Linked DNA regions of Canis lupus: region 2 is linked to region 1. A link is a contact called in public Hi-C data. All regions are on one chromosome and are shown on one strand. Each heading gives the region's core, a stretch centred on a gene start, on an enhancer-like site or on the middle of the called end of the contact. The rest is flanking DNA. Distances are from core to core; before and after follow the strand shown. Region 1 overlaps KCNJ1 (ATP-sensitive inward rectifier potassium channel 1). Region 2 has its middle 300 kb from the start of ETS1.

Region 1 (3,597 bases), core at 307-2,806:
CTCGTTTCTTCCTGGTGTGATCTTGCTTTCATCTTACAAATATGTACTGATCTAAGTCTATATATTCACCTGCATCTTTGTGAACACTTGGAAATCTCAGGATCTCAGCAGGTTTCAGAGAACAAGCTCAGAGATTGATGATAACTGATTCTTTCTGCTGCAAAGCTAATAGGCATGACCTATGAGAAACAGCAAGAGAGCTATATAGAGCGTGGCAAAGGAGAGGAGGAAAATGCTGGAACTCAATCCATGCCTGGTGCCCAGAGACCTTAGCTGGGGGGGTTGTCATGTCTTAGCATGACGGTATTCAAGCCATGTGAGGTTTGAAAAAAAAAATACATACTTGGCTTGGGGCTTGGTCTGAGAACAACCAATTGCCTTGGTTTAAACCACCCAACTCCACTATCAAATTAAGCATTTTTAAGTTAATACAAATTAGCATCAGTCCACTGACCAAAGCCTAAAATAAATTAGGGCCGAGTCTAAAAGAAATCAGCCTGCAGACAGAGACCAATTCCCAAGGCCACTTCCTTGCATTCCCCAGGCATGGATACATCGGGTCGGAATATGCTTAGGATGTTGGTAAGTGCAGAAGGTCTGGGGAAAGCATTATAAGCTGATTGCTTTTGTTTTAGCTCTTTGCAAGGCCAGGTGGATATTTGACTAGTAATGCAGGCATGGAGACCCAAATTTATCCAAGAGATAAATCAGAGGCTACTTCTTCACCCTATAGAAATATTCTTTATCTTCAAAAATGAAACGAACTTAAGAGAGACTAGAAGAGAAAAGGCATGAGGAAGAAAAACTCAGAAGTTGTGTTTCAGGAGCCATCACTGGAAATATAATAGGTGACAAAGAGAATGTGGATTCGCCTGATAAATGTTAGCTTGAGAACTTATTATCTTAGGTGACAACCACTCTATGAAAAGCTTTTAAAACAGTGTGAGCTAACTGGGTGGCAGGCACTAAGGAGAGCATGTGATGGAATAAGCACTATATGTTGGCCAATTGAATTTAAATTAAAAAAAAAAAGAAAGCAATGTGAGCTTTGATGAGCCCAAGAAAGGGAGGAAGCCCCCAGTGAATGTGAAGCAGGAGAAGCTATGTGTGTGCAGAGAAGGGAGAGAGCCAGGGGTTGGGGGAGAGTGGGGGGCAGATTCTTCTTCAGTGGTCCTCACCTGGGACCAACCCCTAAGACTCTTTGGGGACTTGAGGTCAATGAGGGTTGGGTGGGCTGTGGGCAGGGCCCTCTGAGTGTGTGCACTGCTGTTTGCTCTCCTGGTAGCATTTTCTTTCCTTGTATCTTTAGCGCTCGTCCTCAACATTTCAAATCACCATACCTGTGGTTTTTCCCTTCATGACTTCTACCTGGTGTTGGCTTCTTGTGTTTTCACCTAGTTGAAGGCTGTGAACAAAACACTGCGGGATAGGACTTTTGTTTAAAATTTATCACTAAGTTGGTTTCGCTTCCTGGTTTGTATGAATAAACACCTTTTTGAAGGGGGATTTTGAAATCTATTTTAGAAACATATTTGCATTTAATTAAAAATACCACGAAGACATTGCTCACCATGGTGGGCACACCTTGGAGTGGGGGAGGGCACGTCTCGGGGAGGAGGTAGTCTAGTGTTGATGACAGTGGGTTTCATCGTTGTTGGCTGTTTAGGGGAAAATCCCTTCACTTTTTTTGATGTAAACTGGAAGTCACAATAATATCATCAACAAGAAACCACTGATTAGATAGTATCTTGAAGAGCTCACTTTGTTCACGAATTATTCCATCTTATGTTCATTGAATAACTAGTAAAAGCGCCCATAGACTGTGCTAGCAGCTGGGATAGAGGAGTGAATAAAGCGTGGTTCTACCTTTATGCAGTATTATTTAAATCAGAGCTTCCCAGTCCTTCAGCTTAGAAGCAGGGAAGGAAGTGTGAGCTATTAGTGGTGATCACCATACTATTCCTTTCAGGAATCTTGGCATACCATGGAGAGAGAAAGGAAATAGGCTTGTAGCTCCACCAAGCAAACTTCTGTCATATGGTAGGACTTGACCAAATTGTATTGAGGAACTCTGTTCTAAATAGTCTCAAGCATTAAAAAAAAAAAAAGGAAGTTGACCAATACTTGTCTTAAAATGTTTCAGGCAAAACTGACTTGAGAATATAAAATTTAATAGCTGAGATGCAGCATGTTAGAAGTTCCTCTGGACTGGAAGCAGGGAACGTTATGTTTTATATTTTTGGTTGTTATCCTGCCTCTAGTTGGTACGTGACTTTGACTATGTCATTAAAATTTTCTGAATCTCAGTCCCTTCATTGGATAAATGAGAAAATTGAATTGGGCCAAGGTTTTTTAAAAAGATTTTATTTATTTATTTATGGATGAGAGACACACAGAGAGAGGCAGAGACATAGGCAGAGGGAGAACCAGGCTTCCTGTGGTGAGCCTGATGCGGGACTCGATCCCAGGACCCCAGGATCAGGACCTGAACCAAACAAAGGCAGATGCTCAACCACTGAGCCACCCAGGTGCTCCAGAGCCAAGATTTCTTTTGTTATTGAGTGATAATAGCAGTAAAGAGGAAGCTTTAGGTAGTATATTGGTGAACCTTTTTTATAGCTATTTATTTTTATATATCATGAAAAACAGAAATAGTACTTCCAGCTTCTGTTTCACAGATATTTTTGCTTAGCGCAAGCTAAATTTATTAAAGGAAAAGGAGAGTTAAAGAACAATATCAAATGAATCATAGCACAGGTCATAATTGGTTATCACAAACATTTTTAAGTGTCTGTGCCACTGACTATGGTCAGGAAACATTTGAATACATGCCCTCTTAAGCTTGTTCCATCTCTATCTCTCTGTAATTATTTTTCCTTTTTATGTTTAAGCAATATGGTCATCTGGTGGAAAGTTTCTATTGAAAATAGTGTTGTGGTATCCAGAATACACTGTCAGCTTTCCTGAATGACCAGCAATTCAGATTGTTTTGAATGGTCTTTCAGATACAGTTAGCTCTACGTGAGTCACCTCGTCCGCTGTGGGTATAAACAAAACTTTGTTTTGTTTTTGATGTGTTTCAGATCAGAGCGTTGACAGAAAGAATGTTCAAACACCTTCGGAAATGGTTCATTGCTCACTTTTTTGGGCATTCTCGGCAAAGAGCAAGGCTGGTCTCCAAAGACGGAAGGTGCAACATAGAGTTTGGCAATGTGGAGGCACAATCAAGGTTTATATTCTTTGTGGACATCTGGACAACTGTGCTTGACCTCAAATGGAGATACAAAATGACCATCTTCATTACAACCTTCTTGGGGAGCTGGTTCCTCTTTGGTCTCCTGTGGTACGCTGTGGCGTACATTCACAAAGATCTCCCCGAGTTCCATCCTTCTGTCAACCACACCCCTTGTGTGGAGAACATCAATGGCCTGACCTCAGCTTTTCTGTTTTCTCTGGAAACCCAGGTGACCATTGGGTACGGATTCAGGTGTGTGACAGAACAATGTGGCACTGCCATTTTCCTCCTGATCTCCCAGTCTATAATTGGGGTCATCATCAATTCTTTCATGTGCGGCGCCATTTTAGCCAAGATCTCCA
Region 2 (3,597 bases), core at 401-2,900, 550 kb after region 1:
GAGGGCAGAGGCTTTAGGAATGCTGGCACCGTGTTCCCCAGGTTGGGCCATTCATGCTTCTTCTCAGCACGTGCGTCATGGCCACATGGGAATATCATTGTGGCTTGAAATTCAGTGTTTGTTCAGAGCCAGGCATTCTCATAAAGGCAGCCAAAGAAGAGCGTCCTGGATCACTTACAAGTAATTTAGATATTATTTTCCTAATCTTTGCATGAAAACTCCATGATGTCTGTCTCATACTTGGGTCCATTTTTTTTTTTGTCCCCTCTCTCTCAACTCTTTCTGTCTGTCCCTTACCCTTTTCTCCCCCTTCCCTCTCTGTTTTACAAAAGTAGAGACAAAAGTTACCGGAAGTCTCAATTGTCAGACTTCAAAGTCTTTGCTAAACATTTGACATTTGATGGTGTGTCCCCCTCCCTTCCTCCTCACCCCCATCTCGCTTGCATGGGCACAAGTCTCAGAGAGATAACCATATCAGGCAGATTAAATGAAGCTTGTTTCCTTCTAAATTTGCGTCCTCCCACACAGTGTGGCTCTGTGCCCTGGGGTTGGTAGTGCACCTCGGTGCACCAAGACCTCTATTGACTTTCAGGTGGAGGCAGTGGGCTAGAAATGGTAGAAGAAGCTGGATTCTCCAGACAGAAATCATGGACCTTTTGCATCAGAAAGATCCTAACAGAAAGTCTTGTCTAACATTCCCGTTTTCTGGATGAGGAAACCATGGCCTGGAGAGCTCAACAAACTGTCTCAAATCAGAATTAGATAACCAATACATAGCGCAGCCACTAGAAGCCAGAAGTCCCCTAATATCCAGTCTGCTGTTCTTTCTACATCCACATAAAGGCTGAGAAACTACAAACTTCAGCAATAACACTGAAAGTTCAGGGTGGGCTTCTCCAGTATCCAAGTAGACAAAACTGTCCCATGAGTTCATCAGGGTGACACAGAGAATTTATCCTCTGGCAACCTACCCTGGAAGACACCTAGAATAGCTGCTTCCTACGTGGCTCGGGGTCTGCCAAAGGGGGAAGTGGCTGGTTCTCTCTCTGTAGAGGGCGTGTGCATGCCAGATTCTCCCACGTGTTGTGTGGTGTTGCCCAGGACATGAGTGACACCTACAGCCTGCTTCCAACCCACTGGAGATGGGTTGGGTTTAATGCTGAGGCATCATGACAATCCCAACCAGGAGAGGGAAGCTGGAGGCACCGGAAATAGGGCTGGGGTCCTAAGACAGAAGAGTACACAGCTCCCTACTGGGAAGTGCACAGTGTTGTCTCAAATGCCCTTCAGGAGGACAGAGATTCCACTTCTGGAATCTTTTACTTTAGTTCTATAGGGGATTTTAGAATGGACTCTATAGAGAAATAAGAATGACTCCAACAATGGCAACTCCTTACTAGAAATTGGAAGATTAGATAGGGGTAATAGTTGGAGGAGGGAAATGGAGAGACACCCACCCCCCTAAATCTTGGCTGTCTCCATTCTCTTCCTTCTAGCAGGTTTGTGAGCATACACATGCACGCGCGCGCACACACACACACACACACACACCTGTTTCCCCTCGTGCTGCCTGGAAGACAACCAGAGGTTGGCAAGCCCTCATTCATCTGCCACCAACTGGCTGAAGTAAATCTGTCATGCAGAGCTGCATGTTCCCTGTCACCTGTGTGGGCACCTAAAGAGCATTAGCTCAGTGGGGATGTCCATAGCTTCCAGCCAGCCTTCTGCTTTTATAAGGTTTGGTGAATCTCGCCCACCAGAGGCCTCATGGGCACCTGTAGCTCTCACATGTAAATTAGTTTTGTGCTTTTTAAAAGTCTGTTCATGTCCCATACTCCCAGCTTCCAGGGACCTTCTGAGGTAGGAGAACCTCCCACTTGATCACCACTCTGCCTGTGTGCTTCCCAGTCAGAGAGGACAATTTTTCAGAAAACTATTTTTAGAAATAGTAACCTCAGAATAAACACAGCACACCAGATGCTGGTGTTTTTCTGGGGCAACTGAGCTGAGGATCATTTGTTTAAAGAGAAAGGTAAAACAGTCAACATTGCAAGGGCGATGCTTTGCAGACTGCTGGGTTTTACTCCCTCTAGTGGCAAGATTTTAGAACACATGACTCCCCCTTGACCCAGACTATTAAGACTTCATTGTGGGCAGAAGTTTTACGTGAACTTGATTTTATATCTAGGCTTCTAGTTTGAAGAGTAAGGACAGATTGAGCCCTAATTTGATGGGTACAAAATGTGTTAAACATATCAGGGCAATCTGCCTATTTTCCTTATTTCTGGAAGGATTGATTGCTAAATAAAACTATATGCTGAAAATGAGGTTTTAGTAATACTGCTGGGTACTTCTGTTTAAACAAAATCTATTCCTTAAGCAGAATATGCATATAATAGAGGAAACTGATAAGGTAAATTGCATAGCATACACCTCTTTCCTAAGTGCAGGCCAGTGGTTCTGCTAGCTCCATAAAGTACAGGATAAAAAAGAACAAGTTAGAGGTGGGGATTGTCAGCCCAATATTGTAACAAGAACACAACAAAACAATAACAGAAAAACTCTCTGACTGTAAGATTTAAGAGGCTAGAGACAACTTACCTAAAGTCACCAAGGTTTTCCTTTTCAGGAAGCTTTAATTATATTTCTTACAATCATTTATTTTTTCTTGTTAAACTTGGTTCCAGCCTGCAAAAAGACAACAGAAGAAACTAAATGAGTTTTATAGACCTCAGGTCTAAGATTCAACAGTGCAGTGCTGTACGAGTTTTCTGGCTCAGAGAAAGCTGAGAGTGGAAAGGTCTTCGCTGGCCTGAAGCCCTTAGTCCTCAAATCAGAGCTGCTCCTCAGTGTGGAAAGAGCAGATGGACAGTTCTCTAGTTACATTATAAATGACTGGGTTTCTCCTACAACTTGGCTATGGCTTACTAGTATCTGGGTGACAGAGTAAAACCAACATGACTGTGGCTGACAGGAGGGAAAACATGTGCAGTAATTGATCAGTCAAATCATGTTCATATCTCAGCCCATTTTGAGTCACTTTTTGTAAATTATGGAACTGTATTCATTCATGCAACAGAAAGCATTCCATTCACAAACAGTTCAGCTGAGCTGACAATTGATTCATTATGAGTTCTTTGCTGAAAGGCGCACTAGTTTTCCAGAGTAACAGCCTCTTCTTTGACTGTCTTTTTCTCTCTATTCATGTTCACCATTTTTGCATATTTTTACTCATAAACTTATCTAACTTTTAGCAGCTACTGGTAGAGAAACCTGCAAATCCATTCCTCCATGGCCAGCAAGTTCCAAACGATGCATTTCTCCTCTGAAATGGATAGTCACAAAGAGAATGTTGGTGTCTGCTCTCCTACACACACTGCTGAGCTTCCCTTTGTTGCCGTAGAAAGGAAGAGATACACACCGTTTGACACTGGGAATCATCATCAGTTGAGAACTACTGACCTTAGAAGAGGTGTTGAGATTGGGAGAGATTTCTTTTTCTTTTTTTCTTTTTTATCATTCATTGTTTTTTCCCCATTTATATTTTTCAAGAACTAATTCTAGAAGACTTTTGCTATAGGGTAGCTTTTAAGGATC

What was found. A called contact is a pair of places that touch in the nucleus more often than the background predicts.
Region 2: a contact with region 1 is called in a Hi-C map of skin fibroblasts, with 3 times the contacts expected there. The contact joins two enhancer-like sites. A contact is called at or near these places in 4 of 9 Hi-C or Micro-C datasets (amygdala, blood and skin fibroblasts).

What each region holds. Positions count from the first base shown.
Region 1 is chr5:5,840,050-5,843,646 of UU_Cfam_GSD_1.0, forward strand. It overlaps KCNJ1 (ATP-sensitive inward rectifier potassium channel 1), which reads left to right. Exons shown (of 3, transcript XM_038535661.1): 3 at 3,084-3,597. The coding sequence starts at 3,105. Among named protein-coding and RNA genes, the nearest start is that of KCNJ1, 27 kb to the left of the region's middle. Within about 2 kb of position 1,557, at least 2 of the 20 cell types and tissues checked have an H3K27ac peak or open chromatin away from gene starts, as enhancers often do. A contact at or near this core is called in blood, where this site is marked.
Region 2 is chr5:6,386,676-6,390,272 of UU_Cfam_GSD_1.0, forward strand. No RefSeq gene overlaps it. Among named protein-coding and RNA genes, the nearest start is that of ETS1, 300 kb to the left of the region's middle. Within about 2 kb of position 1,651, at least 5 of the 20 cell types and tissues checked have an H3K27ac peak or open chromatin away from gene starts, as enhancers often do. A contact at or near this core is called in blood, where this site is marked.